Regions from separate parts of the Arachis hypogaea genome. Here region 2 is linked to region 1. The links are chromatin contacts, called in public Hi-C maps. All regions are on one chromosome and are shown on one strand. The core of a region is the stretch at or near the end of the contact, and the rest is flanking DNA. Distances in the headings are between cores, read along the strand shown. Region 1 holds the start of LOC112750708 (CASP-like protein 4A3). Region 2 holds the start of LOC112750710 (serine/threonine/tyrosine-protein kinase HT1).

Region 1 (6,568 bases), core at 3,958-6,457:
TTTATGTCGCTGTCTTCCTCCTCTGTCTCTTTGCTTGTGGTAAGTTTTTCCTCTCTTATTATGAATGTGTGAAGCTTTACTGAGTGTTAAAATATGAATCTGCAGTTTGTGAATTTGTGAATTTGTGCTTCAATTTGGTTTATATATGTGCAATTTATGGCCCAATCTTATGTATAATCTGCACTCAATTTTGTGTTAATATATGTACTTCAATTTATGTCTGAATCTGAATCTGTACTATTCTAAATGTTTGAATCTGCAGTTTATGAACTTTTGACTTTGTGCTTCAATTTAGTTTATATATGTGCAATTTATGACTCAATCTTACATATAATCTGTACTCAATTTTGTATTTATATATGTTCTTTAATATATCTCTGAATCTGCACTTTACTTATGTGCATGTCCTTATTGTACTTCAATATATGTTGATTGAGATTGAATATATATATTATTTAATATTTATTTATGTTAATTTTTTTTAATAATACTAATTAATTAATTAATTACTATCTCTTTTGATTTTTAAATTTAAATCTTGATCTTCAAACTTTTAATGATAATAAAGATATAAAAAGTGATCAACATTAAGAATTGAAGACTTTTGTTTATATTTAATGTTGCAATTTTTTTATTATGGTGTTAAATTTGTAGTGATCAAACATTAATTTTTTTTTTAGAGAAAAGGACAAATAGGTCCCTGACCTTTTGTCCCGCGGATATTTTTGTCCCTGACCATTGAAAAATACTTTTAAGTCCCCGACCTTCACAAAATTTGGACGGATCAGTCCCTCCGTCCAAATGCCTCCGTTAGGGACTAATCCGTCCAAATGCCTTCGTCAGGGATTGATTCGTCCAAGTTTTGTGAAAGTTAGGGACTTAAAAGTATTTTTCAATGGTTAGGGACAAAAATGTCTGCAGAGCAAAAGGTTAGGGACCTATTTGTCCTTTTCTCTTTTTTTTAATTTCAAGTTATTTGATATTGTATGAATCTTATATTTTTATTTTAATTTAGGTATAAATTTTAAGATTTTATCTTAATTCATATATGAATATGGGATTTTTTATTTTAATAAATTAAATAAATATAATAATTATCGAAATAAATAATTTAAAAAATTATTACCGAAATCTATTTCTCTATCTTATCTTGTTTACACTGTAAACGATATAATTTTGCACGTATCTCGTTTACAGTGTAAATAACCGTTCTTATTTTTCTCTATTTTATTTATCGTGCATCAACTTTAGGCTTCTCATCTTTTAATTTTTAGGAGTGGGCACAATTATAGTATCTATTCTCATCATGGAACTTGAACATATACAAATTTTTTATTTTTAAAATTTAAATCAATCCAATTGGATCTATAATTTAATCTAAAAATTTTTATGTACTCTTTTTGAGTGCTAATTGATCAAACATATCCATTTTAATATTTTCTATCAACCTTTTTAAGTACTAATTGTATGCTAAAATTTTGGATTATTGATATTATTAATATTATTTATTATTTTCAGAAAATATATTTTTATATTTACAAATACGTGTATATCTCGTTTACACTGTAAACAAGATACGTGCAAAATTCTGTAAATGAGATAAGATAGAGAAACAGATTTCGGTAATAATTTTTTAAATTATTTATTTCAATAATTATTACATTTATTTAATTTATTAAAATAAAAAAATATAAGTGTTATTTAATTTTTATAGAGACGGGTAGAAATGGGACGAGTACTCGCGGACGGGTTAGGATAGAGCAGTCTACTACCTGTAGATAGAGGTGGGGTGTATAGTAGTGAAGTGAAAGGAGGGCGGGGAGAGGTTCGGATAAAATAAAAAATTGCTCCTACCTGTCACTCCTATATATAAATATACAATGACTGATTTTAGTGTACAAATAGTATTTTTGTTTAAAAAATTCTCCTTGAATTTTCCTGGCTTAGTCTTGGGGGCTCTCTAGGCCCAGATCTGTGCCCATGTAGTCATGCAGTTCTTAAGCGTCCTCTTGTGGGTCCGTGGTTCTCAGTTAACTTGTATTGGGGGCCTAGTTAAGTGATTACCTGTTCTAACCCAAGGAAAAAAAAAAGCAAGACCAAAAATTCAACAGGTAATAAAAAAGAACTTCCTCATTGTAAAATATGTCCATAGAAAAATACCACATTGGCAGGACCAACAAAAATCCACCTAAATTATTTTGTCGTTGTTAAAAATATTTTTAAATTTTATTATCGATAAAAAAATTCTCAAATTATTTAAAAATGTAACAAAAATACACATTCTTAAACTGAAATATCTTACATTAACAAAAAAAAAAAAGTGATATAACAAATGCAATTTCTTATGTAAAAAGATTCTGGCATCGCCAACACGTCATATTTTGACGTTAACGGAGCAAGTCTTTAATCATGATTAGGTATTTTTGGCACGTTTTAAAATTATGAAAATATTTTTGTCAATAATAAAATTTAAAAGTATTTTTGTCAATACTAAGATAATTTGAATACATTTTTTGTGGTTTATCTCCAAAATTAAACAAACTAAAAATCAATCATCAAATTAGTTCATATATTATTTAATTTATTTTTAATATATATTTTATATTTCAATGTATATTCTATATAGATCACTAATTTAATAGCCGGTTTTTGTATGTCCATGTAATATAATTAGTTTTTTATCTATCTGTTGAATGGGAGCGGTCAAACACATTTAGATGTATTTTAGATAGATAATATGTTAGTTTTCGGGTTTGGCATTAATTGAATTTCAGTTTCAGTTTAATTTAATTGTTTAGTTATTCAATTTAGTTTGCTCTTTGAATTGGGAGTTAAATAAGTCTACTTTTTTACAAGAAAGTTACCTTCTCCACCCTTGCTTTTGAAAGACAAACAATAGTGGAATTGTATCTACACACATCATCCTGTACAGCGAGCATCAACATTTTTTTTGAAGGCACATTCCGACACAGGAAAAGGGTAAAAAGCAACACAGAATTTCAGTACACGAGAAGACTAACTATTATTAAGTTCACATGGAGCTGCGGGTACAAAGAATGTACCCAGAGATAAGTGAGCTAATAGCAAAGGCAACAAAACCAAGGAATGCCATACTAATTGAGGCACTTGCCATCTCTGTGAACTCGTCTTTCCCCCAATTCGATTGCCAATCATCGACCCGGGTGGCTGCACATGATGATGCCGATATCAGAAGATATGCTAAAACCTGCTCATCAATTTTTGCAGATATATTAATTTTCAAAAAGTAAAGGCTTTGGTTCTTGCTGTGAAGGAAAATTATGTACACAGGAATCAGAGAGTTATGCATCAAATTTCACTAAATGCAAGTTATAGTATAAATATTGCATTTGAATAAGAACTTGGACATAGAAAGGTACTCATTATCTATCAGCTAATTGGGTAATTGTTAGAGGCCTACTACATATATGGTCACATATATTATTCAAATCATAAATATTCTTAAGTAACAATGAGAAACTGAAAGTCCAAACTAAAGGTGAAGAATCTCATGACTTGCCTGATCAACAAAGAAATCAAAGTGGGAGCGAAGGTGGTGGTTGATCATGTGTTTCCCTGTGACTAGTTGATAAACCAGATCAAATGCTTGTAATCCTGCATATGCAAATGCGATGATATTCACAGATAAGCAGTACCTGCCATATCATTAAGGCTTAATCATCACATGTATCCACTACTATAACAAAAAAAAAAAAAAAAAAAAGATGGTAGGATAAACTGACTCAGAAAAACCATGTCCAAAAACAAGTAGCAGAAAGGAAGTATAAGCGACGGTTTAAAAGACCAAATTATGATACATAATTAGGCTGTAAATTCTAAGTATTGCTTTACAATTAGAATAACACCTATAATAATGGCTCCCTAAACCCCTCACACTCAAGATCGAACACTTGTAGCATACACTATACTAGAGACTCCATGTGTGCAGGTGGCCCAACAGCCCCAACTTACAAACACAGGGTGGCTTTGATATTATATTAGAATAGCACTCACCGATTCAAGACTATATCCTCACATGTGAGACTTCTAATACCATCAATGGGTTTTAGGTACCATATAGAAACTCAGAAGTATGTTCAAGGATAACAAAGCTTGTATGAATAATTTAACCGGGGAATTAATATTATCTAGTATTTGTCTATTAGAGATATAACCATTTATGTGCATCCTCCTGTCCGCTTAAACATTTAGGAGAAATGATATCATGATAGCCGAACATATTTCTTCCAATAATCCATACCAATATCATTAAATAAAATTTGAATCTGGTCAAAGCAACATGAATTGGACTAACTATTATCAGTACTGAAAATCCACTGAACTTAACTGAACTAATCTGGATCATTAAGTTCTTGCCTATATAACTCTTATGCTCTAATCATTATTGAAAAGAGAATTAACAATTGTTATAATAATAAATAATTATAATAAGAAAGTTGGGAGTACCTATATTCCTTATAGCGATCAAAGGAATCGCCACTCCAACCCTGAGTCCTATCGGAAGCCATAACCGAAAACGAGATCAGGCACACGACAACCTCGCTCACCCGGAACCCTAGCGCCGCCTTCCTCAACGCCTCCTCCCTTCTCCACTCCCCCTTCGACTCCCTCTGCGGCGGCATAACAGGAGGCGGTGGTGGCGCGGGAACGGCCGGCGAATGATGCGGCGGATTCTGGCGCCTCGTGGATTTTTCGGGAGTGTACTGTGTGAACTTGTCGACGGCGACGATAGCCTTGGAATTGTCGAAGGGCTTCGCCGGCGATTCCTCCGACGACCAGTATATCGGCGATCCCTGCGTGTTGGCGGCATCCCACCGCGGTGAAGTGTGGAACGGGACCGGCGACTCGAACTTATTCGACGACTCGGAGTTTTTAGAGAGCGATTTATTCATCGCGGTGATGCTGCGTTCTTTCTATTTTGTTGCGATTTTCAGTTCCCTGCGCTTCGCGGATTTTCAAATGAGATAAAAGAAGCAAGGAAAAGAAGGAAGGGAAATGGAGTTATAGAGAGGTGGAAAGAAGAAAAGTTCAAAAAAAGAGATCAAAAGAAGAGAGATTAAAGAAAGATAGAAAGGAAAAGGAAAAGGGTGTTTGGGTGGAGAGAAAAGAGAAGAGAGGGAAAAAGAAAAACTAGGAGTTAAGGGATTGTGTTTGTGTGTGGCTTCCTTTAGTGTGGGCCGTGCCACGTCATTGCATTTTGTTATGCTGAGGAAAGCTTAGCATATTACTTTTATTAAAACCAATTGTTTGTTGCCATGTGGGTCAATCACTTGGTAATTGTAGACTTATAGTAGGGTGGACTATTTACTATTGGTTCAGTTCTTGATTTGATTAGTGAGGGTGCATGGTAGGAAAGGTTTTACTTCCGCATTGGATCGGAAGCTTGAGTTGTTTTCTTATCTTGCATGTAGTACTATTTGGGATTTGACTTTAGTCATACTGGCACTAACTTCAATCAAGGTGGCAGATAAAAGTACATAATCATTCTTTTATCTTCCGAAAATCTATACCGAGATAATAATGAGATGAATCGATGATAAATGTACTCTCTATTTGGATAAATTTTTGAAAAAAAAAAAAATCAAAATGTAATTATTTCTTTTTTTACAAAATTGTGATAATAAATAGTTTTTTTTTATTAAAATCAGATTTTAGATTATTTTGATTTTATAAAAAACATTAATTTGTAAAACTATTTTTTTAAAAGAAAAATCAGAAATACACAGATGCCATGTATCATAAATGTATGTCCCATTAACTAGTGGAAGTGTGTAACCAATTATCAACTTAAATCTAACCCTTGAGCCACACGAGTGTGGCCTAATAACTTAAATATGTCTGATGTAAGTAAGTAGGGCTTGCAATTCATACTCTACTCGCGAGTATTCAATTTGGTCCAATTCATTTGGGTAGGGTATGCTATTCGACTCGTTGTAGGTAAGATAGGATACGGGTTTAGGGTATATCCTACCTTACTCTATTCGCACTTCATATATAACACATATTTTATTAAAAAATAAGTATATAGTGAAGGAATTGAAAGTTGAACCTACAACCTCTCCTATGTAATGAATTATAATAAGTGAACAACTACTAAACTAGTTAGTTAATTTAGTAATTTAGAGCATTAGTTTTTTATTTTTTATGTTATTAATATGTATAAAATTTGAAATGATTGAATTTTATATTTACTTTAAAAAAATTTGATATTTCTGCGGGTCGGATAGAGTAGGGTAGGGTTTAGAACTTTAGGGTGCATAGTAGGGTTAGGGTTGAGAGATTCTCAACCCGCGAATAGAGTAGAGTAGAGTTTTAATAAAATTTTCAACCTGCGCGTAGGGTTAGAGTAGAGGCCAAACCCTACTCTACCCTACTCATTGCCAGCCCTATAAGTAAGAGGAGTAAAATATAATTTTTAATATTTTAAATATTTTATTTAAATTTTTAATATTTTAAAATTGTTATAATGTTATCTGATTATTAATTCTATTAATAATTTTGTAAAAAAGATGCCATGTAGACGTTATAA
Region 2 (7,245 bases), core at 3,845-6,344, 190 kb before region 1:
TTGTGTCAAATTTTGGTAAAAAAAGTTAGACAAGACATAACAGTCTTAAAAAATTTTTAAAATTTCATATCAGTTTCTCTATGTAGACGAACAATCTGATATAAGGACTTTCTATCTAACGAAATAAAAATTTAAAAACTAATTTAATAATTAAAATTTGTTGAAGACTAAAGTATACAACTAAATTTTTTAAAGACTGATTTGAAATTACTCTTATAAATCAACCAGTACACCTCAAAATCAACCACCAGCAGTCATTATGCATTTTTAAATTTAGATCAATATCCTTTAAAGTGAGAGAGTTAGTAAAGTGATGAAGTGAAGAACTAATCACTATTAAATTAAGATAGTGAGACTTACATGCAATGAGAGTTGCAAATTCAATGAAAATTAAGTTCTCATTTTATCACTTTATTAATTTTTTCACCTTAAATATCTAAATTCTTTAAATTTGCATATATGTTGTGAGAGAGGATAGAGAAGTCCTAATAATAAAACCATAAAGCTAGCTAAAATATATCAAAAATTGCTACAAGAATTTAATTTGCATACAAAACTTCTATGTAGTTATCTGAAACTCTGTCACGAGTAAAGTATTTGACTGTCACACAGCTAACTTTAGAAGTCTTATAAACAACCACCTGAGTGATGATAATAAAACACTTTTACATATAACAATTAAACTATTTATAACAATATATAAAAACAAATTTTGAAATACGGTTTTATAGAAAAGTTTATGGGATTCTTTAGCAAAAACATTTACAGATCATGCCATTGGATGGATGATAATATAAAACTTAAGTGTATAAAAATCGATCTCAAACATATATTATGCCTTGTGGTTGAGTTTAACTAGTCCCATGTTCAGAAGTCAGCACATTAACTTATCCAAAAATAGAAAATTAGAAATATAACCCTCTTGATGCAAGTGTATGCATACTTTATAGTATTTTATAAAGGTTAAGATCCGAAGTATATCTTTTGGATATTTGTAGCATGCGCAAAGGGAATGAGCATGAATAGTTGGAAAGGACTAATATATATAACACCCCCGCCCCCCCCCCCTCCCCCCTCTTCTGCCCCTCTCTCTCTCTCTCTCTCTCTCAAGTTACTGAGTAAAAATCTTTCAAATATACATAAATGTATTAAAAATGTACACATATTAACTAAACTTTTTATTTTAAAAGATTTTGTATTTTCTATAAAAGCTTCTTTAAAAAAAAAAAAGAAGACAGAAAAGTTTCACCAAAATCAATAATTTCAATATATACCAAAATAGCATTAATGAAATTAATTATATGACACTTTGTTTTCTGGCGTTCTGTGCATGTGACAGGAGGGAGTGGTAGCCATCATTGTTGATTTTCTCATAAATATTGATACATGGCACATACCAAATTTTTTAATGTTTTGGAAAAGTTCAAGAACCATCTTAAGATGTCAGGCAAAAATAGATAGTGAAACATCGCAATCTTTTCTGCGGTGTGTTTGATTCAGTTTTCCCCTGATAAAAAAACCAATTTCTTTTCTAATAAAAAATCACTTGAGTTATGACATATTTACATGAAAAAAAAAAAAACCTAGTTTCACAAGACGCCAAACAAAACAGTTTCTAATAAAAATTAATTTTCAATTATTTAATTATATAAATAAATCAAATTGTTAACTTCTTGTTTTTTTCCCTAGAATCCAAAACATAGGCACTCTATATATTTGGTAGCAATTCAATCCAACGTTGTTAATTGAATGTGTCTTGCTTAGATAAGCAAAGGAGCTATCTTATCAGAAATCAATAATCATGGCCACATGCTCCACTCTAAATATTGTAGACAATGCATGATTGTTGCCCACCCTTGCCCCCACGTTTGAGAAAGATCCGGGACACATTAACCATCAAGGTCCTACTCAAATGCATGCATAGGACATGCATAACAGATAATTAAAATGTAACATATAACTATACATGCTAAATTAATAATTGAATTTGACAAAGTATTATTGGCAAAACAAGTTCATGCATATTCAAGGCTAAATAAGAGTTTAATCATTTCTATTTCTTGTCACTGTAAAGTTCCTATATGTTGACATTCAATGAGAATATGAGATGGTATCATCTAGATAAAAAACAAAAATTGTTTCTTTTTGAGAGTAAATATGCAAGTTATCTACTTTTGTTTATGCAATAACACCTAACTGAATATGTATATAAGAGAATTTTACACTTACGGTGAATATATATATACTCCTATATTTTATAATATCACTCTCCCCATGAGTTTTTTGGATCGTATGTATGTATGAATTTATAGTAAAAAAGAATGACATTATCAAAATAGAAGTAACAATACCCATATCCATGTATATATATATAGATCATGTTGATTTTCAACCACGGCATCAATGAAATTTGTATTGCATGTTTTAGCACAAAAGTTAACAAAATATTTAATTTGGTCTTCAGTAGTCAACAGCTTTAATCAGTTATAAAACACTCTGAGTTAGTAGTTCTGATAAACATGTACTCCTCTACCTGTGATTTGGGACAATTAGTTGATACTAATATGTCTAAAGTCAAACAGCAAAGAAACAAGCCAATTTTGTTCAAACTTCACAGCATGGATGCTATAAGCCTTTAGAGGTGATTAAGTATATTAATCATCTGATATTTATTCTGTTAACTCAATTAAGAATATGAATGATACAATTAAGTAAATTCTGATGCAATATATACCTTGTGGGAAACTGCAAATGCAGCTTGCTCTGGTGTCATGTTTTCAAATGGTGTCTGTCCTGTTAAAATCTCCCATAGAACTATGCCAAAACTATAGACATCAACTTTCTTAGTGTGATGCTTTTCTTTGATCATTTCCGGAGCCATCCACCGGTAAGTTCCGGTGAATCCTTTCGCGCTACCACACTGAGATTCCAAGCAAGAGATACCAAAATCTGCTACTTTTACACACATATCTTCCCCCAGAAGCAGATTTTCTGATTTGAGATCCCTATGAAGTATCCCCTGAGAGTGAAGATATTGCATTCCCCGTGCAATGTCAAGGGCTAATTTCAGAACAATTTCAAGTGGAACTGAATTTGATTGTTGCTGATGCAGATATTTTCTCAATGATCCGCCGGCTAAGTATTCGGTAATTATACAAAAGACAGGAGGTTTCTTGCAGGCTGCAATAAACTGTAAGATCAATAGAATGTCAATAGCTGATTGAAAATGTATAATAATCTAGCTATTATTCAGCAGCTGCAAATTTTTAAACACAAACAATGCATTCTACTCTCATGAATAAGAAACTGCCTTTTAGAACTATGTAGTAGTAAGAATTAAACCAAATTAGAACGCAATACTTCCCAAAAATAAAAAATAAATAGTACTTGATCAAGAAGAACATCCACATAGACACTGCAATCTATTCGATTCCGTGCATTCGGGAAAACCCTAAATAAAGATGATTATTAATCTCTTGTTCAGTTTTTCAGACCGATGAAATGGAACAGAACAGAAAAGGACTTGTTTGGCAATTTCAACTATTACAATCAGAAATGTAGTAAATCCCTATCTACCACTCAATTCCTCTTCTAAGATAATAGATTCAATCTACCAAGTTAATTACTTAAAGGTAAAACTATATCGTAGTCTTCAGAAGATTTCAAATTACTCAATTAGTAAATAAAGACAATAACATCAACAACATGGACAGAGAATCCAAACTCCAAAAGTGATGCTTCAGCATTGAACCATCAGAAAGAAATTCAAAGTTAGCTACCCCAAAAAAGAAGACTTATCCACAATTAGACTAGACTCCAAATCATCAAAGTCATCATCTTCAATAGCATGAGAATCATATCTCGAAGCTACAAAGACTTGTCATTGGTATTATGCATGCGGTCCTACGTTCAAACGTGATCCCCGTCATGTAACATTCCTTATTCTTAAAAGAGCAAGAACAATAAAAAGCTTGCGTGCTTAGAGGGAGTCCAAACCCGGAGAAACTCAAATTAAGGAATTATATAGTAAAAGAACCGCGGACTGCCTGATAATTATATTAGTGGCTGTTTCCACGTTTTAAACTCATAAAAACCTTGAGAGAACAATAAAGAGACAACTCAGCGGTTGCTTAACACAAAAACAGAAGACTCACAGTGAGGATATTGGGATGGCGCAAGCGGAGGAGCAAGGAGACCTCAGAAGTGAATTGTTTCTCAAGAAAAGAAGCAAGATCCTCATCCTCCTCAGGCAGGCTTACAAGCTTGATGGCCACATCCTTCTGCTTGTATACACCTCTGTAGATCCTGCTGTGCCTTCCCGTGGCGAACTTGGAACCAATGAGAAGCTGAGACATGTCAGCACTCCATTCCTCTTCGCCTTCTCCCTTGATCGCCGCACCCGCCGACACCAAGTACTTCGACCATGACACCGCCCTCTTGTACTCCCCAAGGGACAGCCTCCTCCCTGACGACCTCATGCTCCCATTCCCGTTCCCTTTTTGCTTCAACCAATGCATATTCTTCTTATTAGTACAAACCACTCACTCCTCAATACTCAATACTGCTCGCCTCAAAACTTGTATATACAAAAACAATCAATCGGAATTGCAAAGAATCAAAATTATGAATAAAGGTATTCAGTTTTTTTTCTTTTTTCTTTTTTTTTTAAAGCTGAGGAATGCAGATCCGGAAGAGGAGAAAAGATATAAAACGATTGGAGTTTTAAACAAATGCAGCAATTTGGAAGGTGGCTAAGTAATGGTTTTCAATTTCATGGGTTAATAATAAATAAACGTAGTTGTTCCTGAGATAAACTACATTTTACGGATACTGATAATGGTTTGGTCTCGTTGAAGGTCATGGAATCACGACGAATCTATGAAGAGGAGAGAAGAAGAAGATGACAATAGAAAACCAGGACCAAAGACGGAAACAAAAAAGCTCACAACGCCTTGCGGGTATTTTAACCAAAACGAAGAAGAGTAAAAATTAAAAATTAAAAAAAATTAACGACAGAGGATTTCCCTCAGAAGAAGACAGATTGAGATAAAGTTTTCTTTGTAGATTTCCAACTTCCAATTGGGTGCTTGCACCAGGAAAGAGAAAGAAAGTAAGGGAGGGTGTAATAGTAATAGACCATGACCCTTTATTTGGATTTGGATAGCTAAAGCAACACTTTATCCGATAATCAATTAATCAACTAATAACTTAAATTAAATTAAGAAAAATACTACTGATCTTTTAAAATGCAGTCATTGTCCAATTTTTTTAAGAATTTATTATTATAATATCTATTTTTATATATTAGTTGTTTAAAGAATTAGAAAAATTATTTATTTTTTATTTTTTTTAAATTAAGCAAAGGACAATATTTAAAAGAGACCTAATTACACGGTTAAATTAAACATAGTATATTTATATTTTTTTTATGATTTTAATTTAACATATATTTACTTGTTCGAAGAGTGTTAGGAGGAGAGATTGAGATTTAAAAACAAAGATTAATAACGAAAATTAAATTTAAGTCTTTATATTATTTTTTATATAAAGTGTATAAGATTGAGTTATCTCACAATATCTTGTTTAGTTTAAAATAAAAATAAAGACTTAAATAAACGAGTACCAAAAATATTCTTACTAATAAAATCATACTCCTTTCTCTTTTTCGATTTTTTCTTTTCTCTATCTCTTTCTCAAGCTACATTTAGGCGTTATGCCGTACCGCCTTGTTTAGGTACCGTTGTGTTGTGCATTATTTCTCTCGCGCTCTCTTGAGTTACAATTTCGCGTCGCGTCATGCCGCCTATGTTCGGACTATGCCTTCGTGTTCAGGTCGGTCATGCTATCTTTATTTTCTATTGTGTTCGTCGCACCGCCTCAGTTCTAGTTTAACACTGCCTCAATCTCTCTCACTATTCTTCTCTTTTTTTTTATTCTAATTTTAAAATATTCTTATTTATGAGTTGATTGATATATGTTGATGAGATTGTTGTTGTTTTTGATATTATTGTTATTGTTGGTGGTAAAATTTAGTAATGGCAGAGGTGTGGTAGTGGGATGAGAGGTAAAGTGGAATTAGAGATGAAAAATAAATTTAAAATATGAAATTTTGAATGAAAGCATTTTAATAATAAAATATTATTAAAATTTTAATTTTCATTTTTAAAAATTTTAATCTCTTGTGTCCTTATTTTCTGGACGTATTGAAGGAACTAAAATTTTAGAGGAGACTGAAATTTTAGTTTTAATATCTAATTACCAAACACAATAATAATTTTCAATCTTCTAATTTTAGTCTCAATATTTCTTACCAAATGCTACCTTATGATAATAAAAGGAGTTAGGAATATTCAACGTGTTTTTGTTTGATTTTGAAAAATAAATAAAATCAAATTAAATCAAATCAATTTAAATTTTTTTTCTTTTTTTTCCAAAAAAACAAATCTAATTTAAAATATATAATTGCCATGTAAATTGGATCGATTAATTTTTTATATTTGGATTTAATGAGATTTGAACAATTACGATTTAATTTAAATTTGTTAGTTATACTAAATTACTAATACCTAACAAAAATACTTATATGTATATAAAAAAATAATAATTAAATTAATTATTATGTACTTTATTAATTTCTTGTAAGTTGTAATTAATTATTATGTATTTAGATATAAATATCTATATATTATTTGGTTTATTTTTAAAATATATTTTATATTTTAAAATATATTCTATACAAATAATTAATTTAGTAATTAATTTTGTTTAAACATAACATAGTTCAATACAGAAATACCATAGAGCTTTTAATAAACTAAACAATCTCAATTTGATAGGTTTTAAAACGTAGATACCGAATTCAATCTGATTTTTTATGTGGTTAAAAATGAGATCCAATTGAATTTAAATTATTGTAGTTTTATTGATTTTTTATAAGTAATTTTGTTTAGATGATTTAAAAAAAAAAACTACTATTATATTACTTACATTTAGTATACTTAAATTATTCTTTAACGAAAATCTTATCCAATAAATTTATTCTTAAACACAAATATTCTAGAACAAGATGCAAATATTAAAATTGGCAGATTAAATAAATATAAAAAAAATCAATAAAATTAAACGTCCAAATTTTTTTAAATCAAGTGCATTTTTTCAAACAAATATATATTGTTGTCGTTTCTTGTTTTTTAAACAACGTAGTTCATTGTCGATCTCATTTTCTTTTTTTTTTTTTTTTAATGT

The links. A called contact is a pair of places that touch in the nucleus more often than the background predicts.
Region 2: a contact with region 1 is called in a Hi-C map of leaf, with 4 times the contacts expected there. The contact joins the promoter of LOC112750710 here to the promoter of LOC112750708 in region 1. A contact is called at or near these places in 2 of 8 Hi-C or Micro-C datasets (both in leaf).

The regions. Positions count from the first base shown.
Region 1 is chr15:130,856,831-130,863,398 of arahy.Tifrunner.gnm2.J5K5, reverse strand. It overlaps LOC112750708 (CASP-like protein 4A3), which reads right to left and starts at 5,207. Exons shown (of 3, transcript XM_025799522.3): 1 at 4,486-5,207; 2 at 3,539-3,674; 3 at 2,825-3,226. The coding sequence starts at 4,931. The coding sequence ends at 3,032.
Region 2 is chr15:131,046,422-131,053,666 of arahy.Tifrunner.gnm2.J5K5, reverse strand. LOC112750710 (serine/threonine/tyrosine-protein kinase HT1) reads right to left here and starts at 5,094. Exons shown (of 3, transcript XM_025799528.3): 1 at 4,155-5,094; 2 at 2,735-3,190. The coding sequence starts at 4,517.